2 separate regions of the Pan troglodytes genome follow, and region 1 is linked to region 2. The links are chromatin contacts, called in public HiChIP or PLAC-seq maps. All regions are on one chromosome and are shown on one strand. The core of a region is the stretch at or near the end of the contact, and the rest is flanking DNA. Distances in the headings are between cores, read along the strand shown.

Region 1 (2,700 bases), core at 76-2,575, 220 kb before region 2:
TGCTCTCTACTCAGTGTTTACTAAACCACTCCTTTCCAAGCCAAGCACAAATTCCTTGGTTCCAACCTCCTGCCTCCTCTAACTTTCCTAGTCTCTATGGCTCTCCAACCATCCAAATTCTCCTACTTCCTATACCCACACCTCTTGCTCTTGTGTATCATTCATTCCTTTCCCCTGGCCTAATTCTCTCCAAAGATCAGGCTCTACCCAGATTCAATCTCCTTCCAAGTTCTTTTTCTGTGAGCCTGGCCTCTTCACTGAATCACACACACCTCCCTCACCCTGGATCTTTCTCCTCACCTATCTTTCTGGCACAGCCTCTGTCCTTCAATGGTTTGTTCTTTGTTTTTTTGAGACGGAGTCTCACTCACTCTGTTGCCCAGGCTGGAGTGCAATGGCATGATCTCGGCTCACTGCAACCTCTGCCTCCCGGGTTCAAGCCATTCTCCTGCCTCAGCCTCCAGAGTAGCTGGGATTACAGGCGCACGCCACCATGCCTGGCCAATTTTTGTATTTTTAGTAAAGACGGGGTTTCACCACGTTCGCCAGGCTGGTCTCAAACCCCTAACTCTAGTGATCCGCCCGCCTCGGACTCCCAAAGTGCTGGGATTAGGTTTGTTCGTTCCTTGGCATCTTTCTTCACTTGCCATCACATCTCTGACATCTCTCCATCCTCCATGCCCAAGAAATTGTACCAGGAGGTCTGTTCCCAGCCATTCTAGTGGGTTAGCCCTCGTGTCCCTTCCCTGGTTCTGGATCTTGAGAAAACTCAAGCTCTTAATGTCTTCTTCAAACTCAATGTTTCTGCTTCATGCTGTCTTCCTGACCGCCCCCTGGTGCTCTATGGTCTTTCTGTTCCCTCTCGGTGCCCGGCAATGTGGGCTACCCTGGCTGTCCTACCCCGTCTCCCTCTAGACGCCTCCCACCACCCTCCACATCTCTGTTCCGCGGTACCAGCGCTGCACCTTGCGGTCGATGCGGACGGTGAAGACGCGTCCATCGCGCAAGGGTTCTCTGCTCAACACCAGCCCGTGGTTAAACTCCTGGCCCGGCTGCTGCCGCCGCGCTGTACGCCCACAGGCCGACAGGCTCACCAAGCGCCCAGTGCGCGGGTGCAGTTCCCCGCCGCTGCCCAGACCCCCGTTGGACCCCGGTCCTGAGCCGCTCCCGCTGGGGCCCCCACCCCCGCCCGGCCCCGGTCCAGGGCCTCCCCCAGAGCCCCCACTCCCACCCGACCCTGCCGCCATCTCCGCTGACACCGGGGCAGCGCGACAGCCGCGCTTGGCGGCACCGTGGCAACCGCGTCGGGCAGACAGTCCGAGGGATACGACCGGGGGGCTGAGACCAGGTATGCTTTACGGCACTGCCGGGCAATGAAGCAGCCCGCGCTAGGAGCTGGGGACGACCACGGTGAGAACAGAAGGACACGGGGTCGGGAGCCTCGCTTTACGGCATAGCGAGGTGACGGAGCGGCTCCGAGGGGGACGAAGACCTGGGCAGGGAGCTTTTGCGACAGTGGGAGAAAGACACGCCCACCGCAGGCATCTTTACGACGGTGGGGTGCTGGAGCCCAAACACTTTCTGCTTTGCGACAGCGGCACCGACGACCCCGCCCTCGCTAGGGGGAGGTGACACCTTGAAGCACTCGCTTTACGGCAAGAGGGGGTGTCTCCCCTCGGGATGCAGGCTCCAAAGCAGCGTGAGCCGAGTCTGGAGGACCCAGAGAAGCGGTAGTGAAAGTCTCTTCCCGCCACCCGACTGAGGACGAAGTGTCTTGCAACAGTGCGGCAATCCTTCCACTTTGCCTCACACCTCTCCTGATTGGCTGAGCCAGCCGACTGACGGGGGTGGGGGAAGCTCGCTGATATTTCAAGTCAAGCCCAGCTTCAACTCCAACTCAACCAAACTATTCCATGTTAAGACCACAAAGAGTCTAAAGAAGTCCCGACAGGCAGTTTCAAGCGACAGCGTTGATGACCCCAAAAGATCTCCCTTAGAGCTATTAACAAGCCCCCTGCCCAACTCCCCGAAGCTCACGCTCAGGCTGGAGGACCGTGACGTCACAGTCGAAGCTCCTGGCCTGGCCCCCTGACTGGGATTGGCTGGTTTGGATGAGGGTGGTGCTGGAGAAGGGCGGGAACAAATTGCCCAGACAAAGAAAATCTTTGGGTGGGACACAAAGGAAAAGGGCGAGCGGAGGGACCCCCAGCCCGAGTCTCTATATAGTCTTGATTCCGCCCGCCGCAGCTCTGGAGCAGGGGAGAAGTGGACCCGGGACTGAGCCCGAGCATCCCCGGCCGGCAGCGGTGGGGGCGGGGCCAGGGGCGGGGCTACGTGGAGCCGGGAGGCGGGTCAGGATCGCTGAGAGCGGCCCCCCAGTGGGGCCATGGAGAAGGTGGAGTGCCTAGGGGCTGCTGGCGGCCTCAACCGGGATTCCCCTGGAGGGGCAGCCAGAGGAGTGCCCGCAGCGGTCACAGGAGTCGAGGCAGGCGCTGGGCAGCCCTCCAGAGTAGTCTTGTTTCACGGTTCTGGGCCCCACGTGCACTCAGGGGGCTCCGTAACTCATAGTACTGGTTCAAGCTGTCCCTCCGGGGGGATAGTGGTCCTTGGTTCCGGGCCCAGTCAGCACCCAAGGGAGGCTGCGAACCACAGCCTTGGGTCTGGCAGGAACCCTGGTGGATTCAACATCCCCGGGCCTCG
Region 2 (2,700 bases), core at 183-2,682:
GTCTTACTCTGTTGCTCGTGTTGGAATGCAGTGGTGTGATCACAGCTCACTGCAGCCTCAACCTCCCAGGCTCAGGTGATCCTCCCATCTCAACCTCCTGAGTAGCTGGGACTACAGGCATGCACCACCATGCCCAGCTCTATGGATGCTTTTTCTTGACTCTCTTTAAGTATATTAGGTAGTACTCTTTGTATCCTGAATTATCTCTGTTTCCTCCAATGTCAAATTTTGTTTGTTAATTTTGGTCTTTCTTTCTTTCTTTTTTTTTTTTTTTGAGATAGAGTCTTGCTGTGTTGCCCAGGCTGGAGTGTGGTGGCGTGATCTCAGCTCGCTGCAACCTCTGTCTCCTGGGTTCAAGCAATTCTCTGCCTCAGCTTCCCGAGTAGCTGGGAACTACAGGCGCCTGCCACCACGTCCGGCTAATTTTTTTGTATTTTTATTAGAGACAGGGTTTCACCATCTTGGCCAGGCAGGTCTTGATCTCCTGACCTCGTGATCCACCCGCCTCGGCCTCCCAAAGTGCTGGGATTACAGGCGTGAACCATCGCGCCCAGCCAATTTTGGTCCTTTTTCTTTCTTTCTTTCTTTCTTTCTTTTTTTTTTGAGACAAGGTCTGTTGCCCAGGCTGGAGTGTAGTGGTGCAATCACAGCTCACTGCAGCCTCAAACTCCTGGGCTCAAACAATCCTCCTACCTCGGCCTCCTGAGTAGCTGGGACTACAGGCGTGGGCTAATTTTTTTAAAACTTTTCTGTAGAGATGGGGTCTTGCTCTTGCCCAGGCTGATCTTGAACTCCTGGCCCCCAGCCTTGGCCTTCTGGGATTACAGGCGTAAGCCACCTGCCGGACCAATTTTGGTGTTTCTTTTGCATGCTGCTGGTCCTCCTCAGATGCTTGGCAATCATTGGTAATGATGGGCTTCAGAACGTGCTACCCTAAACGATGCACCTCGGCACAATGAGCGTTTTAAGCTGAAGGAATTTGAGAAAACCGCAGAAGCCGAAGGATCTTTCTTACCTTCTCCTGCCCTTCTTCCCTGAACCAGGTCATACAACCTGGAACTCCCTGCCCTTTTCCTGAAGAAGCAAATAATAGCCTCCTGTGAGAGGCGCCCTCCCTGCACCTGGGGGAAAGGAGGGTCCTTATCTCTGAAGACACAGGGACACAGAAGAATCTGAACCAACAGGCCTTCCTGAGTTCCCCACCTCCCCGCAGGAGGTGCCCGCACACGCATAGCCCCATCGCTCCCGCGGCCGCACACAACGGACCTCGCCCTGGTGGTGCACGCCCGGGCTGGGCGCTCAGAGGTCGGGTGGGCGCCCACTCCGTTCGCTGCGCGCACAGCGCCCGGCGAGAGACTCGGAGTTTAATCACACACAGCGTCCGGCTTCCTGTCCCCAGCGCCCCCTCCCGCCCCGTTTCCCTTGCCCCTCCCTCTCCCCGGCCCGATCCGCCCGCCGGCTCCCCCTCCCCCGATCCCTCGGGTCCCGGGATGGGGGGGCGGTGAGGCAGGCACAGCCCCCCGCCCCCATGGCCGCCCGTCGGAGCCAGAGGCGGAGGGGGCGCCGGGGGGAGCCGGGCACCGCCCTGCTGGTCCCGCTCGCGCTGGGCCTGGGCCTGGCGCTGGCCTGCCTCGGCCTCCTGCTGGCCGTGGTCAGTTTGGGGAGCCGGGCATCGCTGTCCGCCCAGGTGAGGCCCCGCTGCGCACCCCTTCTTGGGCACATCAGGAGCTGAGACTGCAGAGGGGCCGCTGGGGGCCTCGTGGGCTGAAGGCAAGGGGAAGGGAGGATGGGTGGAGGGTGAGATGTCAGGTGGAGCGGCACGGGGTGACGCTCCCTCCTTCCCAGCAGGAGCCTGCCCAGGAGGAGCTGGTGGCAGAGGAGGACCAGGACCCGTCGGTGAGTGGGCGTGGGCGCGGTCTGCAGGCTGCTGGGGCATGGGAAGTGTGCACAGCCGAGGCTGCAGGTGTGTGCAGCTGTGCCAGCCGTACTCGCGGTGTGTGCAGGGTGTGTGTGAACACAGTGCGTGCATGGGTGTGTGTCTGCAGGGGTGTGTGTGCGTGGTGACAACTCTGTGTGAGGGGTTTGTGCTGGGGTTGTGCCACCTGAGTCTGAGGTGTTTATTGGCTGGGGGTGACGTGGTTGTATAAGATATGTGAGTCTGCGTGGAAGAGGGGTGCGGTTGTGTACAGGGTGTGTATCCTCTGTGCGTGGTGACTGGGTGTGGGCATGTGTGCAATGTGCCAATTGAATGCAGGGTCTGCGTTGGTTGTGTGTGGGTGGGAAAGTGTAGCTGGTCTAGAGGAAAGGGTGAGGACTGGGGCCTGACTCCCAGCTTCACCTTTGCCCGGGGCCCCAGCTGTAGTTGGCTGAGGGGCTTAATCTGTCCCTGACTTCTGTGTCTGTTGCTGGCTGGTGGCTCTCCTGACAGGCCCCGTCTGTCTCACTTTATATCTCTGGGAGTCTGTGGTTGAACCCTGCCCTAATTCCCCTAGGAACTGAATCCCCAGACAGAAGAAAGCCAGGATCCTGCGCCTTTCCTGAACCGACTAGTTCGGCCTCGCAGAAGTGGTGAGCATCCCTCTATCCCAACCTCAGGAAGCGGGCAGAGCAAAAACCATTATCCACAGGGAGAAACTGAGGCACGGAGGGTGAAAGGAGTTCAGAGTCATGCAGCTAACCAGCCAAGACTCAAACCTAGGG

Evidence for each region. HiChIP or PLAC-seq counts read pairs in DNA pulled down with a chosen protein or histone mark.
Region 1: a contact with region 2 is called in an H3K4me3 HiChIP or PLAC-seq map of stem cell-derived excitatory neurons, with 2.8 times the contacts expected there. The contact joins the promoter of NEURL4 here to the promoter of TNFSF12 in region 2.

Annotation. Positions count from the first base shown.
Region 1 is chr19:17,842,099-17,844,798 of NHGRI_mPanTro3-v2.0_pri, forward strand. It overlaps NEURL4 (neuralized E3 ubiquitin protein ligase 4), which reads right to left and starts at 1,326. Exons shown (of 29, transcript XM_016931420.3): 1 at 966-1,326. The coding sequence starts at 1,247. LOC107969131 (putative protein phosphatase inhibitor 2-like protein 1) reads left to right here and starts at 2,151. Exons shown (of 5, transcript XM_054670809.2): 1 at 2,151-2,485. The coding sequence starts at 2,387.
Region 2 is chr19:18,060,153-18,062,852 of NHGRI_mPanTro3-v2.0_pri, forward strand. TNFSF12 (TNF superfamily member 12) reads left to right here and starts at 1,433. Exons shown (of 7, transcript NM_001205129.1): 1 at 1,433-1,687; 2 at 1,849-1,896; 3 at 2,493-2,568. The coding sequence starts at 1,529.